Linked DNA regions of Ovis aries: region 1 is linked to region 2. The links are chromatin contacts, called in public Hi-C maps. All regions are on one chromosome and are shown on one strand. The core of a region is the stretch at or near the end of the contact, and the rest is flanking DNA. Distances in the headings are between cores, read along the strand shown.

Evidence for each region. Hi-C and Micro-C count contacts between places; a contact is called where the count stands out from the background.
Region 1: a Hi-C map of liver shows a contact between it and region 2, with 3 times the contacts expected there. The contact joins the enhancer-like site here to the promoter of RHOB in region 2. A contact is called at or near these places in 4 of 16 Hi-C or Micro-C datasets (hypothalamus, liver and tail adipose tissue).

The regions. Positions count from the first base shown.
Region 1 is chr3:28,393,770-28,396,776 of ARS-UI_Ramb_v3.0, reverse strand. No RefSeq gene overlaps it. Among named protein-coding and RNA genes, the nearest start is that of RHOB, 68 kb to the right of the region's middle. Within about 2 kb of position 1,641, at least 8 of the 54 cell types and tissues checked have an H3K27ac peak or open chromatin away from gene starts, as enhancers often do. A contact at or near this core is called in liver, where this site is marked.
Region 2 is chr3:28,325,966-28,328,906 of ARS-UI_Ramb_v3.0, reverse strand. It overlaps RHOB (ras homolog family member B), which reads right to left and starts at 1,687. Exons shown (of 1, transcript NM_001127673.3): 1 at 1-1,687. The coding sequence starts at 1,644. The coding sequence ends at 1,054. It overlaps LOC114114138 (a long non-coding RNA gene), which reads left to right and starts at 2,216. Exons shown (of 3, transcript XR_003588978.3): 1 at 2,216-2,271.

The sequences.
Region 1 (3,007 bases), core at 392-2,891, 68 kb before region 2:
CACAGGCCATTTCCACTCAGCTCAACAGTCCACCTCCAAGCTGCCCCACTTCTGTCTTTCAGACCTCTTTGCATACCCAGCTCAGAGGTTTTCTTTTTTTTTTAAATTACACTTTTTATTTATAGATAGTTGTAGATTAGGAGAAGGCAATGGCACTCCACTCCAGTACTCCTGCCTGGAAAATCCCATGGACGGAGGAGTCTGGTAGGCTGTAGTCCATGGGGTCGCTGAGGGTCGGACACGACTGACCGACTTCACGTTCACTTTTCATTTCATGCATTGGAGAAGGAAATGGCAACCCACTCCAGTGTTCTTGCCTGGAGAATCCCAGGGACGGGGGAGCCTGGTGGGCTGCCGTCTCTGGGGTCGCACAGAGTCAGACACAACTGAAGCGACTTAGCAGCAGTAGCAGTTGTAAATTGGCACCCCGCTCCAGTACTCCTGCCTAGAAAATCCCATGGACGGAGGAGCCTGGAAGGGTGCAGTCCATGGGGTCACTGAGGGTCGGACACGACTGAGCGACTTTATGTTCACTTTTCATTTTCCTGCATTGGAGAAGGAAATGGCAACCCACTCCAGTGTTCTTGCCTGGAGAATCCCAGGGACGGGGGAGCCTGGTGGGCTGCCGTCTCTGGGGTCGCACAGAGTTGGACACGACTGAAGCGACTTAGCAGCAGCAGCAGATTCCCATGCAACTGTAAGAGATTCTGTGTACTCCTTACCCCAGTGATAACATCAAAACCATGGTGCAATACCACAACCAAGATACTGAGATACTGACACGATACAGATACAGAACGTTTCCCACATCACGAGGATCCCACATGCTGCCTTTCAAAGTCACACTCACTTACCTCCCACCCCACCTCCTCCTTAACCCCATGGCCAAGATTAACTAATCCAGTTCAGAGGTTTTCTAAGCAGCTCTGCTCAGGCCCCAGGCTCTTCCACCCCACTCCTGGCCCCTGTTGGGTTCCCCCACTCCCCCACGCCATTCTCCCACCCATCTCATCTCTGGCTCACACCTGCAGACAGGGGTCGGTTTGGTGTGAGCTCTCGTGTGACACATCACAAACTCACTGGAGAAACTCAGCAAGCCTGGCCTCTCCCTGGGCCTCAGTTTCCTCCCCCAGAGAGCCAAGTCAGGGTAGATATTCTCTATAAGTCCCATCACAACCCGCAGAAGTGCCATTGTGAATTCCTCTATGCTAAGCTCCGGTTCGCCAACCCCAGACCATAGCTAGGTCATCCCCAGGAGGGTGAGAGGTACCCCATCAGAATTCTCTCCCCACCCCTCCCAGCATCCACCCATTGAGCTGTCCACCTGCAACCCAGTGCATCAGGACAAAGACCCTGGTCTGCCGGGAAATAACTCAGTATGCTCTCGTCTGTTCTCCGAAACCACCTGCGGATTGAAGGGAAGGTGTGGGCTCAGCTCCAGGAGGCAGCAGAGGCTTCTGTGTCCCCAAAGCGGCACCTCCCCACTCAGACCCAGGCCCCAGGCCACTTTGAGGTCTGAAGAGCTCTGACTGAGCAATTAGCTCTGAATAGAAAACGTGTAAGCAGGTGCCTGTTGACTGAACGTGTTATTCCTCCTGATGGACTTGCTGGCTGGGGTGGCCTCCAGGTATGATGCAAGAAGGACTCTGGCAGGAACCCCAGGGCGAGGCCCTGAGGCGCTCTGTGTGAAGTGGGCACAGGCCTTGCCTCCTTTCCTGATGGAGAGCAGCTGGGATGTTGGAACTGCAGAGCCTGGGCTGTTGGTTGTGTTTACCACGTGCAGTCCTGGTCACCTGCCTTGGTGACGGGGCCAGGGCTCTGACAGAGATATTTATCTCAAGGAGTGTTCCTTTGATGCCTAATGATTCCCTTCAAACCAGAGACATGGGAATGTCTCCACCTGCCTGGAGCGCCCTCCGAGCCACCACTAGAGTCAGACCCGAGTGAGCCAGACAGAAGCGACACCCGCAGGGGTGGGCGGCCATTTCACACGTGTTGTTTCAGTATCTTCACAGTCTTTCTTCTCTTCCAGGGAGGAAATATGTTCAGAGGAGAAGGTACCTCCACAAAGCCACGTGGTCCATCCTTAGCAGTTGGCTCCCGACCAGGTCTGATTGACACAGTCCAGGTCTCACCTGCTTCACCTCAGCTGCCCCTTCTGTCAGGGACTTCACTCGACCTTGCTTCCCTTTCAATACTCAAGATTTAAAAAAGAACAAAAATCTGGGACTTCCCTGGTGGTCCAGTGGCTAAGACTCCTCACTCCCAATTTAGGAGGCCTGGGTTTGATCCCTGGTCAGGGAACTAGATCCCACATGCCACAACTCAGAGTTCTCATGCCACAACTAAGACCCAGTGCAGTCAAATAATTAAAAAAAACACACACACACACACACACACACACTTTCAAATCTCAATCAAATGCCCCTTCCTCCAGGAAGCCCACCTGGTCTGCTTAGCTGCGCTAAATTTCTCTCTTCACCATGTAACCCTTTATCCCCTTCCTGGTCTCTTTTCACACTTATTGCTAAAGAGTTAATTTGTACACTCAACTTTGCCATCTTGAGTTCCTGAGGGGACCCAGACTGCACCTGAGTCTCTCATCCCCAGGCTTCCCTGACCCCCCAAAACATTTTCTTTGAATAAACAAGGGTGGCTGTGGCCTGGCTCACACTTCCCCAAAGCCAAAGACAAGGAACTAAGGGTTAGAAAGTTCAAACCATGATACCGGTCACCTCCAGAGGCCCCAGCAGGGGGACTACAGGATAAAATTGCTTGAAACAGAAGGAGAGCCTATGACACATGTGTGCTTATCAACAAAGGACTCAAAAAGACAGCTGAAGGCCAGGAGAATGCCCCAGTTCCACGCCAGCCACGGATCCTGAGAACCACACTGGCTGGCTTCGCTGAGCCTACCCCAGACTGCTCTCAGCTCAGGGCGGGGACCTCAGGGGTTGCCACTAGTACCTGTCTTATCTTCTGCCAGCGTCCTGTTTCTGAGAGTGAG
Region 2 (2,941 bases), core at 438-2,937:
TAAAAAAACATCAGAAGTAGATGAGGTTACAGCGTACAAGTGTGGTCAGAATGCTACTGTCTTATGCAAATGACAAGTGCATTAAATGTCAAACAATGAAACAATTGTGCAAAGAATTCGTTCCAAAAAGAAGAAAAAAAACAAGTTTAAGCCTTTAAATAAATCAAATAACATCAGTTTCTTGGACTGAACAATTTTCACTTGCAGGACAGGCACAAAGTTCGCTTATGGCAAAAACAACCTGCAGCACACTTCACCCCTCCTTCTCAATGGCTAGTGAGGGGTTCGCCGGGGGGTGGGGGGTGGGGGGGCTGGCTGGCAGGAGACAGGAGTCTGGAAGCTGTGTCCTCTCAGGCCCCAAGTCAGCTGCAAATGTCTTCCCCAGGGGTAGGAAACATGGCCAAGTCTTGTTCGTGCTGGGATGACGCCTCACTCAGACCCGGCTGGAGCTGTTCTAGCGCCCTGTCACTCCACCCACCACCACCATTAAATAACACCATCCTACCTCCGAAAATAAAATTATATCTATATTTATATAACACCCCATCCTCCCCAGCCCTCCCCTCCCGCAGGTCCCGAGGTCTATGTTACAGACAGGGCATAGCAGGCGCTCACTGGTTACAGACGCACATCCGATGGGGCGCGGCCGCATCCCGGCGCCAAGCTCATGTCCGGGGAGCAGGGGCTGGCGTGGGGTGAAAACTCGGCAGCGGGGAGTCGAACATACACACAGCCACACACCCTGAAGAGGCTTCGCTCTTCAGAAAATGGTGTTCAGGGGACCCTTGGCACTCAGTGGGGTGGCCAAGCCTGTGCCACACAGCCGGACGCACAGACACTTGGAAAGGGGGCGCCGGGTGCCTACCACGCGGCCGATTCTCGGGTGCCAGAGCCTGAGTCTCCAGGCCACGGCTGCCGGGGCTGAAAGCAGACGCCAGGCAGTCCGGTGGGGGTCTTTGGGGGGGGCAAGGTTCTCCCCTTCTCCGGGCTCGTGGGGGACGGGCCCGGGATGGGGAGCCGCGCTGGCAGGGGCAGGCGGGTCGGGCGCGGCCCTCATAGCACCTTGCAGCAGTTGATGCAGCCGTTCTGGGAGCCGTAGCGCTTCTGCAGCGCGGCGCGCGTGGCCGTCTCGAAGACCTCTCGGACGCCCTCCTTGGTCTTGGCCGAGCACTCGAGGTAGTCGTAGGCTTGGATGCGCACGGCCATAGCGCGGCCGTCATCCGTGCGCACCGGTTCCTGCTTCATGCGGGCCAGCTCTGTGCGGACGTGCTCATCGCTGCGCAGGTCTTTCTTGTTGGCCACGAGGATGATGGGCACGTTGGGGCAGAAGTGCTTCACCTCGGGCACCCACTTCTCGGGGATGTTCTCCAGCGAATCCGGGCTGTCCACCGAAAAGCACATGAGGATCACGTCGGTGTCCGGGTAGGAGAGCGGCCGCAGGCGGTCGTAGTCCTCCTGCCCCGCCGTGTCCCACAGCGCCAGCTCCACCTGCTTGCCGTCCACCTCGATGTCGGCCACATAGTTCTCGAAGACTGTGGGCACGTACACCTCGGGGAACTCGTCCTTACTGAACACAATCAGCAGGCACGTCTTGCCGCACGCGCCGTCGCCCACCACCACCAGCTTCTTGCGGATGGCCGCCATAAGCGGGCCGGGCCCGGGCAGCAGGAGGGGCCCCGCGAACGCCTCGCTGCCGTCCCGCTCGCCGCTCACTGCTCACCTCGGGCTGCGCGCTGGGGACAAGGGTCGCTAGCTGCACCCAGGTCCCGGGATGGCGCGCGTTCCCTCGTAGTGCTCGGACTGCCGCGGCGGGGGCGGTGGGGGACTCGGGGGCATAGGGCGCACGGTGCGTCTCCGCGCTGCTCCCGAGCGGCGGCCGCTCTCCTCGCCCCTGGTCTCGGGTCGGCGCCTTTGTGAGCAAACGGTGGCCAGAGCAAGCGGATGCGGCCTAGCTCCCTCCTGGATCTCCCTAGGCCTAGGCGAAAACACAAGAGAGAACACGAACTCAGCCCGACTGCGGCGGCAGATGCAGGCTGCGGCCCTAGCGCCCGCTATTTAAAGAGTTCGGCGACTTTCTTAATATAGCCGTCCAATGGGAAGCAAGCCGACTGAGCTCATCGCTGCGGAGCTTGGCTTTGATTGGCCGTCCCCTGCAGCCCACGGGAGGGGCCGGGCGGGCTTGATTGACTGCCCAGGCCGCGGGGCTGGGAGAGGCGGCGACTGGGGAGTTTGCCGCCGCGGCGGGAGCTGCGGGTCTCTGGCTGCGTCAAGGTTCGCTCTTTCTGCGCGCGGGACCGAAGGGCTGAAGACGGCTGCCCGGAGCAGCCCGCGGGGCCTGGGCGAGCGGTTCCGAGACAGGAGGCACTTTGTGGGCGCGTGAATGAGTCTCTCCCACTCGTATTGCCCTGCTTGCTTCGCAAACTCCCAGCGGGTGGTCGGACCTGTAGGGTAGGGAGCGGCTCCTTTAACGTGGTTTTGTTTTTAAATGCACAGACACGCAGACACACACGCACACAGGCTTATTTCCAATCAAGGTTGTGGTTTGTTGTTGTTGTTTTTTCTTTTTCTTTTTTCTTTTAGAAGCAGCCCCTCCCCTTGTCGAGCCTGCCACCATGCTTCCACGAGGGTTCTTTCCCTGGGCCGTGTTTGGATCTGCTAGAGGGTGCCTTATGGGTGGGCCTGGTTCCGGTTTCCGGCTTTAACAAGCCAGTCTCTTTACCGCTTTCTCGGGCACCCAGCCTAAGGTCTCCAGGTGAAGGTTCAGGGAAAGAGGGTCAGTGAAAAGGGAAGGTCGAGGCTGATTGCAGAACTTCAGGTACACTCAGGAAGTAACCAGACAGAAAAGGGCAGCCTCAGTCCTGGCTTGCAGGATTAATTTGGATCCTGGTTTATCTGAAGTAAGTAGTGCAATAAAATCCAACCACCCCACACCCCATTAGGC